Linked DNA regions of Hordeum vulgare: regions 1 and 2 are each linked to region 3. The links are chromatin contacts, called in public Hi-C maps. All regions are on one chromosome and are shown on one strand. Each heading gives the region's core, a stretch centred on a gene start, on an enhancer-like site or on the middle of the called end of the contact. The rest is flanking DNA. Distances are from core to core; before and after follow the strand shown. Region 1 holds the start of LOC123425569 (protein BZR1 homolog 1). Region 2 holds the start of LOC123425565. Region 3 holds the start of LOC123425568 (UDP-rhamnose/UDP-galactose transporter 2-like).

Evidence for each region. Hi-C and Micro-C count contacts between places; a contact is called where the count stands out from the background.
Region 1: a Hi-C map of seedling shows a contact between it and region 3, with 4 times the contacts expected there. The contact joins the promoter of LOC123425569 here to the promoter of LOC123425568 in region 3. A contact is called at or near these places in 1 of 6 Hi-C or Micro-C datasets (seedling) and 1 of 1 datasets of contacts at active chromatin or transcription factors (embryo).
Region 2: a Hi-C map of seedling shows a contact between it and region 3, with 6 times the contacts expected there. The contact joins the promoter of LOC123425565 here to the promoter of LOC123425568 in region 3. A contact is called at or near these places in 4 of 6 Hi-C or Micro-C datasets (leaf and seedling) and 1 of 1 datasets of contacts at active chromatin or transcription factors (embryo).

Annotation. Positions count from the first base shown.
Region 1 is chr2H:140,717,430-140,722,051 of MorexV3_pseudomolecules_assembly, reverse strand. It overlaps LOC123425569 (protein BZR1 homolog 1), which reads right to left and starts at 1,592. Exons shown (of 2, transcript XM_045109260.1): 1 at 1,081-1,592; 2 at 1-925. The coding sequence starts at 1,350. The coding sequence ends at 242.
Region 2 is chr2H:139,786,060-139,790,447 of MorexV3_pseudomolecules_assembly, reverse strand. It overlaps LOC123425565, which reads left to right and starts at 2,648. Exons shown (of 16, transcript XM_045109255.1): 1 at 2,648-3,062. The coding sequence starts at 3,032. It overlaps LOC123425566 (ruvB-like 2), which reads left to right. Exons shown (of 2, transcript XM_045109258.1): 2 at 1,464-2,336. The coding sequence ends at 2,109.
Region 3 is chr2H:140,281,786-140,286,111 of MorexV3_pseudomolecules_assembly, reverse strand. It overlaps LOC123425568 (UDP-rhamnose/UDP-galactose transporter 2-like), which reads right to left and starts at 1,646. Exons shown (of 5, transcript XM_045109259.1): 1 at 1,083-1,646; 2 at 782-966; 3 at 468-668. The coding sequence starts at 1,215.

The DNA.
Region 1 (4,622 bases), core at 343-2,842, 440 kb before region 3:
GCCAGCCGATTGAGATGAAGGATTGTTTCGGATCCCTTTTCTTTGTCCGAGGAATCGAACAACAGATGCATCCATCCCCTACTAAACCTAGAATGAACGAATTGCGCAAATCGCAGCAGCAATGGCCGATCCAACAACCACCACGATTTAGCTTGTGCTTGACGAGGACTCGAGGTTCATGAAAGAACCCATTTTCCGATCATTGGCCGGCAAGTTCTGGAAGTGCCAGTGCGGATGGCCGTCATTTTGAGCCGACGCCGAGCGTGAGCTCAAGCTCCTCGGCGGCGACCTCATGGATCCTTTCCCCTTCCCACGGCGTCACCCTCCCCTTGTCGAACTCGAATTCCGGGCCGCCTCGGCCCCTCTCCCCCGCCATTCCCTCCATCTCCATGGAGTTTGAGCTGGAGGCGCCTAGGTTGACGAGGTTGTACGCGGGGGACGTCGGCGCCGTCGTGGCCATCTGGAAGCTGATCCACCGGCCAGAGTCCACCGTGGAGACGTCCGACTCGTCGCACTCCGGTATCGTGTCCGGATGCTCGTGCCGGCGGCCACGGGTGGGGCTCGCCGGCGCGGAGAGGGCGAAGAACGGGTGCCGGAACGGGTCGACCTCCCAGTCGGGCTTCAGGATCTTGGGCGGGCGCGACGCCGTCGGCGACGAGAGCGGCGGCGTCACTGGCGCGCTGTTGGAGACCCGGAGCGGGGGCAGGTTGGGGAGGCCACGGAGGAACGGGAGGAGGCAGGCGGGGCTCGGGTTGTCGAGGCGCGTGGGGCTCGGGAAGCTCGACGAGGCCGGGCTGGCGTGGTAGGAAGGCACCGGGCTCGGGAACGACGACGACGGCGCGCTGAGCAGCTGCGAGGACGAGCAGGGGCTCATGCCCGCCGACGAGACCCCACCGAACGGCCCGGACGACGGCGGCTTGTATCCCTGCCACGAATCGAACCACACAATCAGATCTACACATCCAAGCAAAAGCAAGCCCAGCTAGATCCAGGAAACGGAGGGAGGGAAGAAACATGGGGGTGAGGGCGATCTCGATCTCGAGAGCCGAGACCAAGAAACGAGGTCTAACTCGGTCTGACCTTGCGGTAGGTGGTGCCGTCGTCCTCCACTACCCATCCGGCCTCGCGGCAGAGCTCCTTGAGCACCTCGTTGTTGTCGCAGTGCTTGGGGAGCTTGTAGTTGCCGAGCGCGCGGAGGCCGGTGAAGATCTTGGCGGCGATGGCCCGGCGCCGCCGCTCGCGCCGCTTGTTGTTCTCCCGCTCCTTCCACGTCGGCGTCCGCCCCAGCCCGGCGTCCGCCTCCGCAGCCGCCGCCGCCGCCGCCGCCGCCCGGGCAGCCCCCGACGTCATGCTAGCCCGCTAGCTCCCCTGCTCCGTCCGCGCTGCTCTGCTCTGCTCTTTCTCCGTCCGGTCCCTTCCCTTCTCTCTCCACTTGGCCTAGCTCGTTTCTTTAATGGTGAGGTGGGGCGCTACAGTGAGGGAGGGAGGGAGCTGCTGCGGCGTGGAGTGGCGTGGTGTGTGATGAGCTGAGCTGAGCTGAGCTCTCTCTCTCTCTCGTGTGGGGTCGTCTGGGCTGGCTCACGAGGAGGGTACGGCGACCCCTGCTTTATTGCGACTGGATTAGCCAGATTTTCTACTGGTGATGTCCGGGACGGGCCGGGCCTACCTCTCCCTCTCCATCTTGGCGGGCACGGCTTTTGAGGACGGTGAGTGTGAACTACGTACGCTCTTTCTTTGACGTGAGTGCGAGTGGTGCTCTGCGTGCCTGTGCCTGTGCCTGTGCCCGGTGCATTGGGATTTGCCCGACGAATTTTACGGCCGGTGTAGTCTAGATTTCGGTACGTACACAACCAACGAGGAGTATCTAGGGGTGCAAAGTGCGTGCGTAGAAAGTCGGTTTGTAAAATGCCGTCGATCGACCAAGGGCTGTGTGTGTGGCTTGGCAGATTTACCAAATACTATCCCATAGGCCTCGTTTGGTTAAGGGGATTGGAAGGTTTTAAGATGGAAGGATTTTAAGGGATTGGTTGAATCTCTTTATTCCACCCAATCCTCTCAAATTTCTGGGATTTTGTTTTCACTAGTCCTCCAAAGAGGATTTTGAAACACATAAATAGAAAGGGATTGAAGGGGAACGGAGGGGATTCGCCTAAGCAAACCCCTCCTACCAAATGGACGTCCGAGGATCTGTGGGGTTTCTGAACCCTCCGGAGATTTTCCTCTCAAAACCTCCCCAATCCCCCTTAACCAAACGAGGCCTAAGGCCTGCTTTGGTTAAGGGAGATTAAGGCCTGCTTTGGTTAAGGGAGATTGGGGAAGTTTTGAGAGAAAAATCTCCGACAGGGCCAGAAACTCCACAGATCCTCGGGCGCCCATTTGGTAAGAGGGGTTTGCTTAGCACAATCCCTCCGTTCCCCTTCAATCCCTTTCTATTCATGTATTTTAAAACCCTTCTCGGAGGACTAGTAGAAGCAAAGACCCGGAATTTTTAAGAGGATTGGATGGAACAAAGGGATTCACCCATTCCACTGAAATCCACCTCTCAAAACCTTCCAAATCCCCCTTAACCAAACGAGCCGTAAGAACATGCGCAAACTTCTCCGTGCAAGAAACTCCACCTAACATGTTCGGGCCATTCTCTCCGAGAAAAAGAAAAATGCTCGGCCCCACCCTCGCGCGTGGAGTTGTAGCCCCCAACGCCGCCGTCTTGGAATGCCGTCCGTTCACACCAATCATTTTCTGCTCGGAGACGGGGAAATGCACTGTACGTACGTACAGTATGCCGCGATTAACTAGTTAGCCACGGGCCAAAATCTACACCTTCGAGTATATTTATACTTTAACGGGGCCTGGATCGACGGCGATGCCAGTGCCAAGTGGAAGGACGCGCTCTCTACTGTAAGTTTTGTTGCTTTGACACCTAAACCTCGTTGATTTACTATAGTACTGCCTAACGTACACTCCTACTACGTACGAATGCCTGCATGCGCCTACGCGCCACCACTTGTTTATGCCGCCACGGCGTCCTTGGCCGTAATACAATTGTTTTGTACAGTCTGACGGTCGGTGACAGAGAGCCGAATGGATAATTCGGCTGCAGACGCGGGACCATCTGCCGGGTCGCCGTTCTGGTGGAGGTTTGACCGAGAGGTTTACGCGTTGTGCACCTATTTCGAAGGTGGGATAGCAGCCCACCAACGCCTTCGAACAGTATTTGAAGCATCCGGGCTTATATTGGGCTCCCGTGCTCCATCTCTGAAAAATGTTCGGGTATTTGCAGGAGCAGCTAATTAACGAGCGCTTTCTCGGAAGCCTTCCGACGATCGCTCCCGCGTGTCGTCATTTGATACGTTTCCAGTCGTCGTCATGTCTTGCGTTTTGAGCATTTTTTTTATTTTACTTTTTTTTCGCACGCGTTTTCGCTTTGTTGAATGATTTTTTTGGTGTTACGTTTTTCACCGGTCTTTTGTAACTTTTTGGACGAAAAAAATAAAAATAAAAATTCCATGAAAAAACGTGTTTCCTGTTTTTTACGTGGAAAAACATGTTTTCTGTTGTTGTTTTTTTTTTTGCGAGGGCACGATTTTGCTTTCGCGAGAGGCACGACCGTGCCTATCGAAAAGAGAAAAACGCGTTTTCTGTTTTTTTGCGAGAGGCACGCTTTTACTTTCGCGAAAGGCATATTTTTGCCTTCGCAAGAGGTACCCCGTGCCTTTTAAAAAGGAAAAAAACGCATTTTTTTTTGCCGAGAGGCAGGCCCGTGCCTCTCCCGAAAGGAAAAAAAATGTTTTTAAAAAGGCGTGGTTTTGCTTCCGCGAAAGGCGCCTTCATGAGAGGCACGCCCGTGCCTCTTCCGAAAAGGAGGAAAATGCGTTTTCTGCTCTCTTTTTTCCGCGAGAGGCACGGTTTTGCCTTCGTGGAAAGGGAAAAACATGTTTCTGTTTTTTTCTATCGCGTTAGGCACGGTATTTTTGTCCCTTTTTTTCATGAAAAAAATTCGTCAAAACCTATCAACATGTGATCTAGTCTTGAAGATCTCGACGCGAGAAAGCCAACGGTGAAAACGGTTCGAGATTTGGACGCACGGTTTGAGAGATAAAACGTTTTGAAAATACAGATCTACGAAAAAAGGGAAAACACCCAGGTTGCGACAAGCGGCCCGTATGCAGTGTGCCACTTGTCGCAACCTGTGAATGTGGAAGTAACCGTTGGAAGGTGTATTTTGCTAACTAGTGCTTTTGGGTATTTGCTCACTACGTCCAATATAACACGGGGGCTCGGTATTAGGACGATGCATGTAGCAGCGAGGAAGTGCAGCAATTGGCATAATCAACTACCCAGAACAACTAGTTAGCGAGCACTTCTTCGGTAGCCTCCCAACAATCACTTCCGCGCGCCGCCACTTGCGCGTTTTCAACCGCCGCCACGTGTCGCGCTCTGAGCATTCCCTTCGTATTTTGCTTTTTTTAATTTTTTTGCACGTGTTTTCGTCTTTTTAGAGTGGGATTTTTCGGGTTTTTTCCGCACGGCCCTGCCTCTCGAAAAAGGAAAAACGCGTTTTTTCTCTTTTTTTCCTACGAGAGGCACGGTTTTGCTTCCGCGAGAGGCACAATTTTGCTATC
Region 2 (4,388 bases), core at 1,399-3,898, 500 kb after region 3:
AGGGTGGTTGGTTTTGCTCATTACCGTCACAAGAAAACACTTGCTAGTTAAACGTCTCCCTAAAGGATTATATATACATTTGGGCATAAAGGATTTTATAAGGATAACTGTCGGGATTTTGAACTATTTTTGTATTGTTTATTAAAAAATCTGCACAAATGACTATTTTTACTGTTTGCACTCGCTTAGCAAAGTATATCCGGTAACCCTATGTCAAAGGTTGCCTTGCCTTGTATGGTTCACTTCCACAGTCTGAACTGTGAAATTATCTGCTTCAGTGTGCCAATCTATTGTTGTTTTAGGCCTTACCTATATACTGATTCGAACATAATTATCTTTATGTTAGTGATGAGGAATTGAGGATCACCTAACTGCTAGTTATTCGAGCTAGTTTTGCTCTGAGCTTTAATTTGGAACAAATCTGAGCAGAGACTTCTGATTAGTGCATTTAAAATTGTAGGCATATACATGAATGCATGACATAACCAACATTGGATATAGAAATTGTAATCAGTTCTCACATCTCACGTGCAACAGTATTGTAATATAAACCACATTTTCATGTTTATCTCGCCATGTTGGTTGAATGTTAAAACAAGTTGCTGATCAGCTAATTGTTAATTTTAATCTACAAGGCCACAGTCCTGATGTGCTATTGGTTTTGAGCAATTCATTCCTGAGATTAGTTTCTAGGCAATTTAGATCCTGCAACCAATATCCGCTGCCTATGAAACACCAAACCTGTTAACAACTGTTAAATATAATAGAGTTATGAGGGTAATTCAAAGGTGCAGTTGAGACTGTGTGCCAGTTTATCATGCCATAAGAATAGCTGATACTCTCTCCGTAAAGAAATATAAGAGGGAGTACCTTTGAAAAGGTGGTCTCCTTGGATAGCATCTGGTCTTGGATGCGCAAACTGGTATCTGTTATGCTTTTTGGTTCATAGAGAAATACAGGGTGCTTTGTTATCCAGTAAGATCGTTGCACTCTTACCAAAGAAATGATCTGGAAAATCTTGCAGCATCCAGTTTGTTACAGGGATGCTCATGTTAAGAAACATGGTTCCATGAACATAAGTCAATCCTATTGATACAAGTTAGATGATACATTTGTAAGGAAACAGAAGCTGTTCTCAAAGATGCATATTTTTTGCATCCATACATTCTGCAGATATGTGCTACCGATATTTATGCTGTTATTAGCTAAAGGTCTTCTATGTGAAACTATTGATTTTACTTCTCTTAGATGATACTGCTTCTTTGGATAGTTTTGAACCTTTTCAAACTTCTCTGTTACAATCTTGTTTATACCAGCAAAGTTTTCTTCCCCGCCTTCCCATCCTTGATCATATCATCTGATACAAAAGAGTATTTTGTTTCATATGCATATTCGAGTGTAGTTTGCTTTAGGAATTTAATTCCCAACTAACTAATTTTTGTTATCTTTTTATTCCTGTTCAGGACACAAGGCTTCCTTGCACTCTTCACTGGTGACACTGGTGAGATTCGTGCAGAGGTTAGGGAGCAGATTGACACAAAAGTTGCCGAGTGGAGAGAGGAAGGGAAGGCTGAGATTGTTCCTGGTGTTCTGTTTATCGATGAAGTCCACATGCTAGACATCGAGTGTTTCTCCTTCCTGAACCGTGCTTTGGAGAATGACATGGCTCCGATCCTCGTTATTGCGACGAATCGAGGCATTACAACCATACGCGGGACCAATTACCGGTCACCACATGGTATACCGACCGATTTCCTCGACCGCCTCTTGATCATCACGACACAGCCATACTCGGCGGAGGAGATCCGGAAGATCTTAGACATCAGGTGCGAGGAAGAAGACGTTGAAATGTCTGCCGAGGGCAAGGATCTGCTCACGAAGATTGGTACCGAGACCTCGCTCAGGTACGCGATCCAGCTTATCACTTCTGCCGGCCTGGCCTGCCAGAAGCGCAAGGGCAAGGTGGTGGAGATGGAGGACATAAGCCGGGTGTACCACCTGTTTCTGGACGTGAAGAGATCGACACAGTTCTTGATCGACAGCCAGAGTGACTACATGTTCAGTGAAGTGCAAGGGGATTCAGATGGGGATGACGCCATGCAGCCCTAGACGGGAATTTTTGCAATGTAACTGTGGGTTGGTTTGTATGGCTCGTGTATCTTGTGGATTCTGCTTGCTCGTTTAGATTAGTGTTAAGCGTGAGATGATTTTACCTGAAGGCACGGTTGATGGGTGCTGTGAGCTATGTTAACGGCTGTAACCGGTGACTTCACAGTTGAGTGTATCCTGAGGAATCTTCCGTCTCAGGCTTGTCCGTTCAGTTCTTTTCCATTTTTTGTTACGTGCGTCATCAGTTTATATGTCGTTTCTGTTTGGTGGGAAAAGGTGCAGGATAATTAGGGATTACAAGCTGCAGTTAGAACGGCTGTGCAGCAACCAGCATGTGTCCTTGGAAGGTGTAAAAAGTGTCTGAAACCGTAGTAGTCTGCCCCTGACATGCTACTGGCCGAGAATGGTCTGATCTGAATAATGGAAGCAAGGTACAGTAGCTGTGAAACAGGATTTAGATCGCATCTGCCCAAGATGAAATGAGCTGCTGACTGACGATTCTAATCTGAAGCGGGACAATACTCAATTGGGCGCGTCTTCTAGAGGCAGACACACACGCACGGTACCACGCCACCGCATAGCACAAAGGCGATTTCGCAAGCCGCGCGGCGCGGCACACGCGGTCGCCGGCGCGATCGATCGATCATTGAGAGGCCGCCACGGCCGGGCTCGGTGCTCCGGGCCGCGCGTGCGCCCCCCCGCGCTCGGGGCGACGTGGTTCCGCTCCGTGGTGGGGTGGGGCCCTCGTCCTTCTCTCGGGAGTCGGGACATTGGACAGCACCATCAACAAAGGAAACCGTCCTCGCTTCCCCCCCATTCCCCACCTCCTTCCCCTCATCCCCCCTCCCCCACTATCCAACAGAGCAGCCCACGCTCTGCGCCACCTCCTCGACCGACCCGATCGCTCCCCGCCGCCGGCGCCATGGAATCCAGCGACCCCAGCTCCGCCGCAGGTACGCCCGCCCCTCTCTCCGCGGCCTCGTCCAACTGGATTGCTGCCCGGGACAGCTCGATCGCCCGTCCGGTCCGACCCCCCCTGCGCCCATTTTGTCTCCGTTTGCTTCAGCTGCTTCGCGCGTGGGAGCTGCCGCAGTAGGACTAGCGAGCGCCGGTGTTCGCGTGTCGGCGGTGGCGAGGCTGAAATCTACCGCGCACGAGCTGAGGCTGCCTTGTGCCGCGCAATGCGTCGAGCTTGCTCGCTGTTACCCTCGGCATCCGCGTGTATACAAGGGTCGGTTATCGTCGTATATATCAGCATTACGATTATAAGTTTGGCTCCAGCCTCATCACTGAGCACAGCTTGGGTGGAGGTGTTGTAGCTAGTGTGGATTTCAATTATTATTTTCAGATGGGATTGGTCATTGGTCTGATCCCATGCTGTTCTCAGTTCTGAGCTTAAGAGAGTGTACCCGTTCAGTTTAGTGATCACCTAAGGGCACAGATTGGTCATTAGGCACACACTCCATGCGGGCTTAATGCCGCTCACCTATACTATATGATATCCTGGTTATCTGCGTACAACTGGATTTCAGATGGGATTGGTCATTTGTCTGATCCCATGCTGTTCTCAGTTCTGAGCTTAAGAGAGTGTACCCGTTCAGTTTAGTGATCACCTGCAAACCGAATCCATCTGTTGGTTCACACATAGTTTCCAGCAAGCAGATGCGATTGCAAACTAAGAAATGAATCATGTAAGGCATCATCCCACTGAGTGAATGCGTAAAAAGCCTACCTATTTTTTCCCTCTCTCCCAGCTTATTGAATTCTTAGGCACCCACTCCATGCGAGCTTAATGACGCTCACCTATACTATACGATATCCTGGTTATCTGCGTACAACTGAATTTCGACTCCTCGTAGAACTGGGACTAATCCATGCATCCATATTTATCAGGCACTTTGGGTTCAGATTCAGACAATGTTAGGAGATGGTAGCCAATGATTCACCTAACTGTCCGTTTGCCTAATTCCCTAGTTGTAAGCTATAACCCAGGAATTATGGTTTAGTTGTACAAGGCATGTGCACCATGATGAAGGTGTTCTAGTTGCATCAGGAAAACAGGCACAATATTTAAAAGCTTACATAGTTTATGCATAACTTGCACAGTCAATATTTTCTCAGTCTGTTTGTTCTGAAATACAAGTATTGGAGCCTCATATAACTGTTGAAGTGTATATGTGGATTTCCTAGCCCTTTCCATCAGTTCGGACTTTTGGTTGCGTTGGCTAGTGCATGAAGCTTAACAATAACAACTGTGTGTATGAGTTCATTGCATTCAT
Region 3 (4,326 bases), core at 397-2,896:
ACATGGCTTGTAACAACATAATAATGATGATACAACAGTACTGCACCAGAAAGTGAAATTATTGAATGAGCAGAACCATACAACACCCAGCTACTGGATATTTGGCTTTTATAGGACACTGTTTCACCAAAACACCTATGTTGCTCGTTATCAGCAACACAGCTTGGCGTTTTCGCCATTGGTCAGAAAACTTTCCAATATTGTGAAAGTCATAACGACATCCGAAAATTGGCGTTATCGTCATTGATGAGAAAACTTTCAAATAATGTGGAAGTCATAACGACACACGAAAATTGGCGTTATCTTCATTGGTCAGACAACTTTCATATAGTGTAAAAGTCATAGCGACAAACGGAAATCTTAGGAAACATTTCCAAATAGGGTATCTACAACCAGTATTCAACTTTCCAGAGTAAGCAGGAATTTGAAATGCACAAATTGTATCCAGCTGGAGAAAAGTAGCTCACAATCTGTTGAAGCGACGTGCAGAACACAGCCACACAAGCACAAATGAAGCCCTTAGCATTGACCTCCACGTCGGTGACGGTGCAAATCCCGACGCCGGCTGCCACGACAACCACTGCGGATATAACCTTTGTTGTGTAGTGCTTGCTGTTGAGTACCCATTCCATCATGCAAACCACCGGAATCATGCTCAATTTGGAGATCTGCATATTCGCACAGTATAGTTTGCACACATTCAGCCACCACAGCACAAGGCCACGTATTCGTATTCATGGCCAAGGGGCAACAGGTGCAAGCATAGAGTATGGCATAATACCTGATAGAAGCCAACAGAGTTGAGCATGAGGCTGAGGTTCATCCCGGTGATGGAGGCGTTGGCGACGAGCGAGAACCAGACGAGCTCCCAGAGGGGGACGTGCTTGGAGGCGGAGTAGCCGGTGGCCTTGGAAATCCACCCGACGAGCGCCGTGACGGTGAAGTGGAAGCCGGTCAACGTGGTGGCTGCATTCGCGCGGGCGAGGGTAAACAAAAAAACAAGGGCGCGTGAGTCATCAGATCCGCCTGCGACAGGCCCCAAGGCGGCGGATCCAGATCTGGGGCAGAGCGAAGGGGGGTACCGAAGGAGAAGGCGTAGCCGGCGGAGGACATGAGCTGCTTGTTGGCCATGATGAGGCCGACGGAGCTGACGACGTTCATCCCCCAGGCGCCGAGGTCGGACACCGCCGGCGGCTTCTTCTCGGCCGGCTCCATGTCCCTCCTCCGCTGTCAGGGATGCCCGGTGGACGGTGGTGGAGGGAGGGGAGGGGTTCGTCTCGCCTCGGCTGCGCTGCGCTGCGCTTCTGTCTGCCCCCGTCCTCGGTGCCTCACGCGGGAGGGGCCGCCCGCTCTCTCGGTTATAAAGGTGAGGCGAGGGGAGAAGAGGCGTTGCCGCCTAGGCACGGAAGGGGAGGGAGGGAGGGGAGTGTGCGAGGGGGTTTCGAATTGTGCTTGTGCGTGCTCTGCTCCCCGCAGTGGCGGAAACGTCAACGGGAAGCCGGTGAAAATCCTGCGATTTCCCGGAGGAGGGAGGGAGGGAGGGAGGAGGTGGGTAAGACGAACCAACCAACGGCGGACGGGGGAGGGAGGCACGCGACGACAGGGACGAGGTGCTCTCGGCTCTCGGCTGGATGGATGGATGGACGGACGGATGGATCTCTTGTGCGCGGTGCGCCCCGGGGATGGCCTTTTGTTTCGCTTTCCTCGCAGTTTCGCCTCGTGTTGCGCGTCGCGGCGCAGGATCTTTCCTCGCTCGGCCAGTTCAATTCAAAGCCGCCGCGACCGTTTCCGCCCCGCCGGTCGCTTTTCCATTTACCCCGTCCTAGTGGTACAACGCACTACGGCAAAGGGCACTTCACCAGTTCCTGCTCCACAGTTCGTGGTACTACTGTGCTCCTTCCTGTGTGCAGTTCACTGTTGTTTTTTCAATAGGGATAATAATAATAATAACAATGATGTTTTTATGGGTACAAGGGAACCTCGGCGCTACTACAGTAGTTAATTTCGAGAGAGAAAAAATACAGTAGGAAACTTGGGACTGCGCCACCGAATGAACTACCTTTCTTGCAGTAGCAAGCAAGGGCGCCCGCGAGGAATTGGAACCTTTTCGTGTCAATGTGGCATCGTGCAAAAGGGAGCGGGTACAATCACTTTCCTGGTGTATAGTCGTCGTCGTGGTAGCCTACAGTCTATTGTGTACGCTGCCTCGAGATCCGCCGGCCTCCGTGTACAGTAGTATACTCCAGTTGCTAAAGGAACAGGACGGTGTCTGTATAGATTGTTATTACTTAATTAAGGTTGTCGATAAGTGGTGACCACTAAACCTGGATGCAACATTGCAGATTTTTCTCATGTCTGTATCGTGTGGGCTTTCTGCATTTAATCTCTCGATCGGAACAGTCGACGGGCCGATAGTGAGTTCGCTGGCCATTCGGAAATGGTCTATTATTACCAGGACCAAATTAAGTTGGCAGAACTTGTCGGATACAGGTAACAATCTGAAGTGTGGCCCCACGTGGCAGAACAATGCAGTTTCGGCACGCCAAGTCACCTTGATTTCTTGCTGTGATTGTTAGGCCACTGGACCGTTGAAGTCGCTGGCAAGTTGGGATGGAGACATATCCTTCCTCCCTCCCAGCCCCGTGTCTCTCTTTTGACCGGGGCATTGCTTGCTGCACGTGTCACCGGGGACGCCAGTTCATTTGACTTGGCAGGTACAACATTCGCTAATAAGCAAAGGTCACATGGCACATGCGTTGATGCATGGACAGATGGTGGCCAGTTCGAGGGATTCATGTCTGCTGAGTGCCTGTCCCGTTGCTTAAATAAACAAGTTACTACTCATTGACCTCATCAGGTCCGGCAATCACCGCCGCTTTCCCAAAACAAAATTGACCATGGTGCGATCATTCTGGCGTCGCTGCACCAGAATGACGGGGAGATACCACGGCACTGACGAGCGTCCGGCTCTTTCCCTGGCCGGACTAGATTTGTTTAGGCGTATGAGGGGACGGCGGTCTGCTGGTTGCGGCCGGCCGGCCAGGTCCCGCCCCGGCCCGGACGTTGGAGGAAGCAGGCAGGCTGGTTCGTTGGGCTGATAAGGTAGGTGCGGAGTGCAGACAAGGGGGTTTTGTCTCGTCTCACGTTCACGTTGCTGATCTTGGAGGGGCACGGGCGTCTCGGAGTGTATGATACCTGACGGCCATTGCTCGATGGCGATGGGAGGTCGGCTTAGTTACGGTGCCGCCCGGACACGTTGGAGCAGTGCTATTTGTGTTGGACCATTGATTGGTAAGAACATCTACAATCATAATTATCAAATTGGTCCTCTACACATTCGCGGACGCGGATGTGTTCGGACACATATGCGGACAATAACCGAACAGCACAGCAAAATCACTTTCACGTGTATGTAGAGTAACCGGACAGCACAACGGACATGCACACGAAACCTTATCTAAAGTGAAGCCCGTCTAATTTCATCGTGTTCATGTCAGGCGGTTGGTTGCACCCGTCCAAATGTTGGACTCTTAGCCGACGAGGTATAGTGAAACATGGAACATGTACCGGGACTCGAGGTGTTGTCATGTCTTATGCCCTATTATTCCTTGACGGAGCCCTTGCCATGTCCGTTGTTGGTGGATGTGAGGTCGATGATGGATGTGTTGTGGTCGAAACCACCCACGTCCATCGCGACACGACTACCGCGGCAGGGGTTGTCACGCATCATACGCGACACCGGAGAGTGCGACTCCACCTCGCCAACGTCTACCGCGAGGACTGTCGTGGCCTCTCGCGCACACTGCCTTACACGGCGGCCGCATTGCACAATGTTTGGGTCCGACATGTAGTGGCCCGTTTCAGCACGCCAACTCAGGGGTTGCACATCAGCCACTACGTTCAGATGCCAGACGGGCTGAACCGCCGCGAGCGAGCTAGCCAAACCTATCTTGGGATCGGACCCATGCACCATTTGAATGGAATCAATAGATTCCCGACATATGGAGTTTGAGCACTGCCATCAAGCGGAGTCCTCCCGAGAGTGGTGGAGCGCAAGGCGGATAGCCATCTCCTCCCGGGGCCGCATGGGACGAGCTTGAGGTCATCGGATCAAGAGGTGTACGACTCGAATCCGCTGCCCGCCATGTCAGATAAGGCAGGAGATGGACGGACGGGAGCTTGTGGGTGGAGGGGAGTGGACTCGAAGGGGATGCGGCTAGGATTTCCTCCGGAGTGTGGATTTGAGTAAATTTATGTGGGGTCAGGTGGGCCATAGTGAGCCGGATCAGATGTGGCGGGCGTGTTCAGACGCATCCAAGCGTCCCC